Linked DNA regions of Pan troglodytes: regions 1 and 3 are each linked to region 2. Evidence: chromatin contacts called from public HiChIP or PLAC-seq data. All regions are on one chromosome and are shown on one strand. The core of a region is the stretch at or near the end of the contact, and the rest is flanking DNA. Distances in the headings are between cores, read along the strand shown. Region 1 holds the start of UBE2W (ubiquitin conjugating enzyme E2 W). Region 2 holds the start of GDAP1 (ganglioside induced differentiation associated protein 1). Region 3 holds the start of ELOC (elongin C).

Evidence for each region. HiChIP or PLAC-seq counts read pairs in DNA pulled down with a chosen protein or histone mark.
Region 1: a contact with region 2 is called in an H3K4me3 HiChIP or PLAC-seq map of stem cell-derived excitatory neurons, with 2.2 times the contacts expected there. The contact joins the promoter of UBE2W here to the promoter of GDAP1 in region 2. A contact is called at or near these places in 1 of 7 Hi-C or Micro-C datasets (stem cell-derived neural progenitor cells) and 1 of 1 datasets of contacts at active chromatin or transcription factors (stem cell-derived excitatory neurons).
Region 3: an H3K4me3 HiChIP or PLAC-seq map of stem cell-derived excitatory neurons shows a contact between it and region 2, with 3 times the contacts expected there. The contact joins the promoter of ELOC here to the promoter of GDAP1 in region 2. A contact is called at or near these places in 1 of 7 Hi-C or Micro-C datasets (stem cell-derived neural progenitor cells) and 1 of 1 datasets of contacts at active chromatin or transcription factors (stem cell-derived excitatory neurons).

The regions. Positions count from the first base shown.
Region 1 is chr7:82,531,785-82,535,296 of NHGRI_mPanTro3-v2.0_pri, forward strand. UBE2W (ubiquitin conjugating enzyme E2 W) reads right to left here and starts at 1,776. Exons shown (of 7, transcript XM_063816399.1): 1 at 1,596-1,776. The coding sequence starts at 1,697. LOC107976342 (a long non-coding RNA gene) reads left to right here and starts at 3,365. Exons shown (of 2, transcript XR_001720241.3): 1 at 3,365-3,484.
Region 2 is chr7:83,001,715-83,005,208 of NHGRI_mPanTro3-v2.0_pri, forward strand. GDAP1 (ganglioside induced differentiation associated protein 1) reads left to right here and starts at 1,805. Exons shown (of 6, transcript XM_054656830.2): 1 at 1,805-2,018; 2 at 2,711-2,903. The coding sequence starts at 1,902.
Region 3 is chr7:82,623,909-82,627,951 of NHGRI_mPanTro3-v2.0_pri, forward strand. It overlaps ELOC (elongin C), which reads right to left and starts at 2,391. Exons shown (of 4, transcript NM_001252005.1): 1 at 2,344-2,391.

The DNA of each region.
Region 1 (3,512 bases), core at 526-3,025, 470 kb before region 2:
CTTTAAGTGATAATGTAGCCTATTGCATCTACTGTTCAACTAGCATTCCACTGTTCCTTTTTTGGCCTCAAATGACGAAACTTCTCTAACGTCTCTGGGGAGACTAGTGTAAAGTATGTTTCCTGAAATTGTTCCTGTTTTTTCCCTGCACCATTCGTGACATCTCTTCAACTAGAAATGTTACATAAAACTTTTCTGTTCTGCAGGCAAGTCCAGAGGGAGAAGCAAGGTAAAGAGAATATTGTAAGGAAAACAGGTTGAAAGGGGAATAACATAAAAGCACAGGAGTAAATGTGAAGCAAAGCTATATTTGTACAAAAGAGGAAGAAGATGCAGAAAAGGGAAGAAAAACACTTTTAGCAGAGAAAAGAAAAAAAAATGGAGGAGGAACAGAGACTTGCTTCTTCCAGAAACAAAAGCAAAAAACACTTCTAAGAAAACGTGGTCTCTTTACCCAAGGGGATATTATGAAAACGCTAAAGGGTACTCAGCTGACACTCCTATTGAGCGTTCTACTTTCTCTTCCAATGTCTTTGATACCGCTAGTCTTCACCTGTGAATTAAATGCAGGCTATAGATAACGCACTCAATCCCTGCACAACTACAATTGTGGTTGCCATCTTTGCCTGGAAACAAAAAACAAAAAACCCACAACTCCCTAGATTCGGGAAAAAGGAGTAAATTAAGTTGGAAAGCCAGAAAACCACGCCTTGCTAAGTCGGGGGGATATGGCACAGGTTAACAAACGCCTCCTACCAAACTAAGGTTCCACTAAAGGTCTGGGAATAAGGGCAAAGAGATGTATAGCCTTATCGCGACCGCAAGGGTGGGGCCTTGCAGGGGGAAACAAAATAGAGGGCAAGCTATCCCGAGAGGTTTAAGGGGGCTGAGGACTCGGCTCTCGGGAGATCGCCCATCAGGCGGTGGACACGGGGCAGCTTCGAGAGGAAGGAGACAGTGGACTGCTGGAGGAATGTCCGCGAGAATACCGAGGCTGATGGAAATAGAAGATACCCACGGGCACAGGATTAAGAGTCAAAGGGAAGAAGAGAGGGACGGGGCCGAGCAGTCTGGGGGGCCCGGCGTGGGAGGCCGGAGCAGAGGCCGCTAAGCGCCGTCCGCAGCCAGCCGCCTTCTCCGGAGACGCATTCTCGGCTCCCGCACACTCAGCCCCCCGCCGCCCCTGCCCCGGCAACAACCGCGGGCGCAGCTGTTTCCGTCGGGCCAGGGACAGCGGGGGTAAAGGCAACCCTGGGGCTGGCGGGCAGCAGACTGGCAGCGCCCGTGTGTGTGTGCGGGGAGCCGATTCTGAGACCGCCAACGCCAGACTTTGCCCTTTCTTCCCCAAGCCTCCTTTATCACCCAACTTCCCGGCCGGCTGGTGTCCGCTTCGACCGACGGATACCGCACCCCCCACAACGCCTCTCGCCGCCTCTTACCCCTCCCCCGACGCCCTGAGCTGAGGGAAAACAGGCCACCCGGACCGATCCCGAACCCGCCCGGGTGTCCCCGAATCGCGGACGCCACCCCCGCCCGAACGCTGGCACTCTCTCGGCGACTCCCTGGCCCGCCCAGATGCAGCAAACTCCTCTCACCTGCATTGACGCCATGATGGAACCATCCCCCCAAGACCGGCGAGGCCAGAGACGCAGGGGGAGGAGCTGCCGTGCTCGCGTCACGCCGCGGGGGCTCAACATCCCGGGCGCGGGGGCGGGGTCTGCGATGGGAAGGGGATGGAGCGAGGGGATTGGCTGGCGCGCAGGGCGGACGGGAGGAGGGGCTACGGGGCGGGGCGAGGGCGCGGTAAATGGCGCTCTGAGTACTTTCCGTTTCAGTCCGGCTGGCCGCTCACGCGTCGGGCCACCATTTACTCTCGTTACTGAGGAGACACGGCTCCAGTTTTGACCCGACTACGGTTGTTTTCTTCGTGTGTACCGCGAAATGCTGATGACGTCCGGTTCCGCGCAGTTTTTTTCCTATTTCGTTTCCAACGACAGTTGTGCGGTTCACAGATTTTTCCCTTGGGATGTGTTTTCCATACCTCCAAGCCCACTCTCAGAGCCTTGGGGCCCCATAAAACTTCATGCGCAGCTGCTTTCTGGTCTTTGCAGACCTGGAAGGCTTCTCGTATTCTTAATTTGGGGAAGAGAGACATAGGTTTCCTTGTACAACGGGATGAGGATTTAAGAGCAGAACGACACTGATATTTTAAAGGCGAGGGTATTTAGATTTGTGGAGCTGAAACTTGCCTGAAAAGGGAGACAAAATTTGGAAGTTTGTTGTGTGCAGTTTCTGCCCCTTACCCCAGCCCTTCACTTTTAAACTGCGCATATATCAACAATAGTTACGGTTGTTGCAGCAGTCTAAATTTGATTATCAGAGTTGACCCTAGGCGTGAATTTTTTTAAAATATACCAATGTCGTGTTATATACACTTATACCATTATGTCCAGACTTCTCTTAAGCCTATTTCGTGGTGGGCAGTTTTGTGGTCATTTAGGGATGAACTTGGGTAGGGAAAGCTGAGCATACATAATTTATTTTAGGAATGCACCAGTTCTGCCAACATTTATCAGAAGTCACGTTTTTAAAAAGCTATTCTGGAACTGAAGATGTCATTGGTTTATAAGAGGAAAATGGAAGCCAAAAGCTTACACCTCATGCTCTATCTTTAAAAATTAAGGTGGCAGACACAATGAGTAGAAGGCTTTTATGTTACCAAAATGAAGGCTTAAAATCTGTCATTTTATTGACTCGGCTTTCTTTTTAGAAATTTCTTTAAGATATAAAAGCAATGTGGAATATCACTCTTTCACACTCTTAAAATAGATTACGTTCTCTGGAACTTCTCTAATCTGAAATGTGTCCAAAAAGGAAAAAGATCTTTAAAATACGCCAGTTAGTCTATGGTATAATATTAAACACTATTCATGACTAGAGAAGTTATGGTGGTATACCCTCCCCTTTCTCAGATGTCCACCTTAATGCCAGAAATGAGCGGAGTTTCCCTTTGTTGTGCAAAATGACTGTGTCCTTGAGGGATGTTTGGATGCTCTTGGTAAACCGGAATCATCCAGAAGCATATCCGGTGTTAGCCTTGTTGTGTCATCAACATTACAACAGTGAGGAAACCCACATATTCCAATGAAAGAGGAAAACTTAAAGAAGAAGTTTCCAGTGTATTTTCTTTGAGATATATTTATTCCTATGACCTCAGAAGATCAGCTTTTACTGTCCAAGGTTCACTTTGCCTAAAAGCTGATTGTTCCTATGGAAAAAGTAGCATCGGATGACCCTACAAACAAAGCATTATGACATCATCAGAGCCAACAACCTGGCATGACAGATACTAATAAGGAAAAAAGAGGTTACAAGAATTCTGACACTCATCACAGTGGATCCAATATCTGGTCCCTTGGGTTTCATACATGTTAGAAGTATCTTCTCAGGAGGGAAAAGTCAATGCCAGTCATATCCTTTCTAGGTAATACTAAATAGCACATAATAACCTG
Region 2 (3,494 bases), core at 555-3,054:
TTATTCAAATATTTAGGATGATTTAGTATTAAGGTTGGTGCAAAAGTAAGCGTGGTGTTTGCTATTGAAGGTAATGGAATAGAAAACTAGGAATCTGAAGGTGGATAATTTAAAAATGAAGTTCTGAAGAGGAATGGGAGAGGAGGATTATATGGGTAGTTGTAAAAATTTTGAGACCTACAGAGAGAGGATGAAATGTAATATGATGCCCTCCTAATGTCAGTGAAGGGGCTTTTACACATATGTTTTTATCAATGGCTACATTCCAGGCAATACCCTAGGTGCTTTATATACATCCTTTCTTGAATTCCCACAGCCATCTGGGTAGGCATATAATTTTTATGTATCCATTTTTTACACACAATGAAGTCAAAGCTCAAGAAAGCTCAAGTTAGGGTAGAGCTAGAATTTAAACCCCACTCTGTCCGATTTCAAAGTTTTCCTCTTTCCGCTCTTACTCTTAAGTGTGAACTGATAAAAACAATTTTGGCAAGGAATTCACCTTTTCTATAGCACTTGAATTAACTGAAGGATATAAAAGACATTATGAAATCTTAAAAAATTATGAAAGAATTACAGAGAGTAACAAATGAGGTACTGTAAAGGCAAGGAAGAACCTCATGAGATTTTGTCTTTTCCAGGGGCCCTTCTCTGACCTGGGTTGGCTGCCTGTCCCTCCTTTCTCATAGTACTCTGTGTTCACCCTAAGACAGTTCTCATCTTTATTGTGATTGTCTATTTCCTTGGTCATCTCTACTGCCGGATTATATCTTGAGTGTTAGATATTAGATTTCACACATCTTTATATTACCAGGAGCCAGCACAATGTCTGGAACAGTGTAGGTGCTCAATAAATATTTGCCAAATAAATTTTACAGGCATTTATTCTATGGTCATATTTATACATATTACTGAAAGAGATTTTTTAAATCAACTTACTATATGATGCCAAAATTTCAAAGACATACAATAATAACTAGACTAATATAAAATTATGATTCTGACTATGGTTATAACAGAATGTTTATAAGGCAACTGAACCTGTGACTAAGACTGAGTGCCTACAACGTGACAGGGTGTTCTGAGTGTTTAACATTTTATTATTAATTTTTCATAAAAGTCTTATGAGGGAAACAATAAAATTATTATTCTTACTTAGAAAATGGAAAAACCAGGATATGAACTTGGGCAGTACTGTTGTAGAATTTTTGTGTTTAACAACTAGGCTATTTTATATCGCCATTGTTTATTAGCTGTTTATGACAAAAACAGTTTTTTTGCATGACTCCATAGTGGCATTTTTGTTTTCTTTTACAAAGCACAGTTTAATTATCAAAATCAAGTACTTACGGTTTATACAAGACTATTGTCTAATCTACAGCAGTTAGTCAAATTTGTGGAATTAGTCCACTAATGTCATAGTAGCATCTTCTAATGAAAGCTCATAGATCCTTTTCCTGTTGCTTTGTTTGTCGACCGTAACTTCCTTTCCAACAAAGGAACAGGCTGCAAGAGCAACCCTCAGTATCTTGGGAAATTGCTGCTTTTATACCTGAGCAACCCCCAAACCGAAGAGTAATTTGCTATCATCATTCTTCCTTACTGCCCTTCATAACCAGGGTCTCATATTTTTGATTTTTTCTTCTAAAAAAAAAAAAAACCCAAAAAACAACCGTTCAATTGCACCTCCCAGGTGCACTCCCAGGCTTGCCAGGGGCTTTCCAGTCGCAGACCCCGCGTTTTTGCAGACTCTGCCGCCGGCGAAACTACATTTCCCAGCGGGCCGCGCGCCCTCCTTCCGGCAGGTACCGCTCAAAACCCGGAAACGCCTTGCGGGGCAGTGTGGGAGGGAGAAGCCCAGGGCGGACAGGCCGGGCCCACCCGTGCTCGCGCACCCCAAGATGGCTGAGAGGCAGGAAGAGCAGAGAGGGAGCCCGCCCTTGAGGGCAGAAGGCAAGACCGACGCGGAGGTTAAGCTCATTCTGTACCACTGGACGCATTCCTTCAGCTCTCAAAAGGTACAGGCCTTGGCGGCGGAGGGTGGCGCGGATCGGGCTTCAGCACTGGGACAGCTCCTTCTGAGTCCCGCCCAGGGAAGCCGGTCCACCTAGAAATCCGCCTCCAGTGTCCTGACCCCGGGCAGGCGCTCCCTCCAGGCGGGGACGCGCCCGGGTGGGGAGCGGGGAGAATCGATCGGAGATGATCCTATGTGGCTATGGCCCAGGCTCCGCCTCTCGCGAAATGCGACAAAAAAGCGTCATTTTCAGTATTTGATCTGGAGGCCTTGCCTGCTGGGCTTCGGAGAGAGGCAGAGGGAGGTGCCTTTGTGCACCCTCATAATCTGCGATCTCTTCTTTTGCTCTCTCGCATTCACTGTCTTCAGCAAGAGCTGATGTACCTACATGTCAGGTTCTTGTCTGGGGAGGACCCGTAATCAGGTTTAGGACACCGAGAAAGTGGTAGTGATGAGGAGGGTGACTGTTTAATGAATACAGTCAGAATCATTTCATTACTTATTTTGTGTTCTTCTCTTAATTTGTTGAATATTGTTCTGTACTTACTTGTTAATTCCAGGAATAGGAATTGTTAAAACGACTGTTGAAAATGTCAGTAACACAGGGAAGCCCAGAAAGGCTGCTTAGCGGTGTCCAGGGAAGTCATTTAATTGAAAGCTTTCATGTGTTGTAGTAACCAGTGTGAACTCTTCCAGGTGCGCTTGGTAATTGCTGAAAAGGCATTGAAGTGCGAGGAACATGATGTAAGTCTGCCCTTGAGTGAGCACAATGAGCCTTGGTTTATGCGTTTGAACTCAACTGGAGAAGTGCCTGTCCTTATCCACGGGGAAAACATAATTTGTGAGGCCACTCAGATCATTGATTATCTTGAACAGACTTTCCTGGATGGTAATGTTAAGGCTACTTGCGATTTCTTGGATTTACTTTCAACATAACTATGTGTTCCCTTTCTCTTTTTCTCTCTCTCCTCTCTCTCTTTCTCTTGTGTCATGATGGTGGTTTGGGATTAAAAACCTTTTCCATTTCCATAAGCACACAAATATCAAATAGGTCAATAACAAATTTTGTATAGGCTAGTGTAATGCTATTTAAAAGAATTTAATGCAAAGTACAAATGTTAATGTTGAAACTTAAAAAAATTCACTTGCAAAAAACTGCAAATGTGTGGTTTGTGTTGGTGATTTCTTAGTCTTAAATTCATAATATTCTAAATGTGCACTGTGACGATTTCATCTAATATACCAAATGGTTTCACCTTAAAAACAAGAGGGAAAAAAGAGCAATAAATCTTAAAGGAGAATAGAATGTTAGTATACCTGAGTTCTTTGCCCCAGTCACTTCTGAATTGTTTGAATTTTATATCTTTACTAAGGAATTATAGGGCTTAAATTTGTATAGTGCATTTAGGTAAATCATTTATTAACAGCTTGTTATGTGTCAGACATTTTATAATTTCTTCAATAATGTCTTCAAAAGTAT
Region 3 (4,043 bases), core at 1,141-3,640, 380 kb before region 2:
CATTTATCACTTCCTGAAACTATACTTGCTTACTTACACATATCCTTTCTTTCCTCAAGTTTCTTGACAGCAGGCCTAGAATAGTGCCTGGCACTTAGTAGATGCTCAATAAATATTTCTTGAGTGAATGTACTATTATTTTCCTAATCGCTGAGGCTTGAAATTCAGGCATTACTGGATGGGCTTTTTCTGCTCTTACTTAATAACAACAATAAAGAATTTAGGACAGCAGTTTAGCTGAAATGCATTAACACATAAATATGACCATAGCTGGCCAGATTTGGTGGTTCATGCCTGTAATTCCAGCACTTTGGGAGGCCAAGGCAGGAAGACTACTTGAGGCCCCAAAACAAAAAATTAGCTAGGTGTCGTGGTGGGCACCTATAGTCCCAACTCCTAGGGAGGCTGAGGCAGGTGGATGGTTTGAGCCCAGGAGGTTGAGGCTAGAGTGAGCTGTGATAGGGCTACTGCACTTCAGCCTGGGAGTGCAGAACAGAGTGAGACTCTGACTCAAAAATAAATATGAGCATAATAGCAAAGATTTCCCTGATTATTTTCCAGTGCTAAAAAATCTACCAAAAAAACCAAAATAAACATTTTAGAAGATTTAAACAATTAAATATCACTTTAGAACTTGATGTATAGGACTGACTATAACTTCTGGCTGTAAACTAGTGCCTATTATATTACAGAATTACCATCTGGCAATGCATACACGTGTATTTTTTGAATGGTAGTTATCAAATTTCATATTTAAGAAAAAGAGGAACGGTCACTTAATATTAAACAGGGACCCCAAATCATCATTGGCAAGAAACAATAAATATCCATTATAGTACGTACCACAGCTGTTTCCTTGCCATTGTATCTCCAGAATGAATAAATCCACATGTAAACTGCTACGTTTCAACATGATTATAATGTAAATGAGATCAGACATATGTCATTTTAGGTAACTGAATAGAAAAGGAAACAACTTTCGGGGATCAAAAAGCAAATATGGAGCCAAGCGCGGTGGCTCACGCCTGTAATCGTAGCTCTTTGGGAGGTGGAGGCGGGCGGATCACCAGAGCTCAGGAGTCCAGCCTGACCAACATGGTGAAACCCCATCTCTACTAAAAAAAAAAAAAAAAACAAAATTAGCCGGCAGTGGCGGTGCGCGCCTGTAATCCCAGCTGCTCCAGAGGCTGAGGCAGGAGAATGGCTTGAACCCCGGATGCGGAGGTTGCAGTGAGCCGAGATCAAGTCACTGCACTCCAGCCTCAGGACAGAGCGAGACTCCGTCTCAAAAAAAAAAAAAAAAAAAAAAAAAGAAAAGAAAAAGAAAAAAAAGCAAATATGGCAGTTAAAAAGTGAGAAAGTGAGGTTTTAAGACACTAAAGAATTTCAAGGCCAGGCGCGGTGGCTCACGCCTGTAACCCCAGCACTTTGGGAGGCCGACGGGGGCGGATCACTTGAGGTCAGGAGTTCCACACCAGCCTGGCCAACATGTCGAAACCCCGTCTCTACTAATAATAGATTAGTCAGGCGTGGTGGCATGCGCCTTGGTCCCAGCTACGTGGGAGGCTGAGGCAGGAGAATCACTTGAACCTGGGAGGCAGAGGTTGCAGCAAGCTGAAAACGAACCACTGCACTCTAGCCTGGGCAACAAGAGCAAGTCTGTCTCCCCCGGCCCCCTAAAAAAGAATTTCGGTTTTCTACACTAAAAGCAATGTGGAGTAGAAATGCTCACTCTAAATGGCACAAACTCCACAGTTATATGTTACTCAACAGATCTCAGTTCCTTAAGAGAAACTCAATGGGCACAGTATTTCACACTAGATACCTCCTTTCAGACAAGACTGGACGGGCAGTAGATGCACGATACCCCCAACTCATGAAGTCGAGCATAGAATCACCCAACAAGTTACCCAGAAGATAAACTTCTCGGGTACTGCAGCTAGAAGAAGCGAGAGACCTCTCCCTGGGCTAGGGACTGACTTCAAGAAAAGAACTAATCTGAGCGGACACGAGGAACAAGCAGAAAGGAAAAGCGACAGGGCTACCATGCTCCTAACTCCACCCTCCCGCGCTCAGCCCGGAGAATGCCCAGTCTCGCTGGCTGCTGCCCCTCCTTCCACCTCTTTCCAAACCCACCGAGCGGCGCCAGGAAAGGTCCCGCCGCCCTCTTCTCCCCTCCCCCAAACTAGGGGCTGGGGAGGCCCAAGGAGGTTAACAGCTTCCGTTCCTTCCCCGCCCAGAAGGGAAGGGGTGGGAAGTGGGATTGCGAGCTCGTCCAGTCTCGGCCTCCCTCGCCCTCCACCCTTACCCGGAGCTCCGTTTCCGCCCCAGCCCGAGACTCACTCGTCAGTCCCGCAGCCACCGCAGCCGGGTCCCCGCGTACTGCCACAGCCCCTATCCCAGGGCCGCCCCCCCACCCCCAGCTGCCTGCTCCGGTGGGTTCCGGGGCAGTCGAAAGAATTACTTCCGCTGGGTCAGAGCCGCTTTCTGCGACGCGCGGGAGATCCGTACCTGGTGAGGCGAGGACGCAGAGTGTGTCGCTCACTTCCGTCTGGAGGTAGTGCGTAGCGCCCTACTCTTTTCCCCTATAGTAGGCCAGCCTATGAACGCAACCGGCAAATTTTGACCAATCCGAGTCTAGCTCTTCTGGATTCCCAGCATGCAGCGCAGACCCTGATCCAATTGCTGTAAAGACGCGTCCTTAGAGAGGCTCTCGGGAGTCCGAGAGAGCACTGCATTCTGGGATTTGTAGTTTCTCTGGTGGATACCGTCGGCGTTGGGACCGAGGCATCCCTGCATCCTGGGACTTGTAGTTTCTCGCACTGCGTGTTAATATTTTGGTGGTTTCAGAGACTGTCTGTACCTCTCATTTAGGGTTACGCCTGGAGGTGGGAGACTGCTGAGGAAAGATTGAAACGTGGGAGGGCGGTTTCTTTGCTAACGAGATCGTACTCTTTATGAAGCAGCATCTGTCCCTGGTGAAAAGTTGCTGTGCGTGCTGAAGAGCCAGCACAGCAACGACTAGCGCAATCGGCTGGCCTCATTTCCTCTCTTCCCGGTAGAATTCAATGTTAACTGAAAACTAACCACGTCCCCCACTCCACCCGCGAGGGTCCTGCCTTTGCCTCTGGGTTAGCTCAGCTGTCCTGGATCCCGAGCTCACGCACAGAAAATCCAGGCGCCTGCCAACACCGTTACTCAGTTTTTGGGAACTTCTTTCTCATTCCACGCCCCGCTTCCCACCCCCCGCGTTTCCTATGGTAAGATATACAGACACCTTTCCAGGAAGGCTGAAACAGCTAAATAAAGTTCACCTTCTACTGTTTTCCAGGAGTGTGGCATGAAGAGAATGTATGTAGGGCCAAGACAACATTACAAGGTGCTCAACGAGGCACTTTGTGTGCTCAAAAAATAGATAACAGGCTATCTAGAGTTTGTTGAACTGAGGACTTGCCAGAAAGGCTTTTTTTTTGTTTAATTTAGTTGATTTGGTAGATAAAAGACATTGGTTTTTTATAATTAGTTGCAATAATCAAGGAGATTGTCTTGGATAATTTTTTAAAGCCTTTACAGAAATCAGAACAAAGATTTTTTGGCTGTAATGGTAGCTCGAAGTAGAGTTTGGTGGGGAGGACAGGCATGGAGGTGCAGATGAGGAGGCTGTAGGCCCCTTTTCTTTTCTCTTCTCTTTTCTTTCCTTCTTTTTTATTGAGAGGGTGTCTCGCTCTGTCTCCCAGGCTGGCGTGCAGTGGCGCAATCTCGGCTCACTGCAGCCTCCACCTCCCAGGCCCAAGCAATTCTCGTGCCTCAGCCCCCTGAGTAGCTGGGATTACGGGTGTGCTCCACCACGCCGGGCGACTTTTTTCTGTGTTTTTAGTGAAGACGGGGTTTCACCATGTTGGCCAGGCTGGTCTCAAACTCCTGACCACAAGTGATCCGCCCACCTTGGCCTCCCAAAGTGCTGGGATTACAGCCGTGAGCCACTGCGCGCGGCCTAAAAACATCCTTAAAATCATTCTAAAATCCCATTAGTTTATATTTAA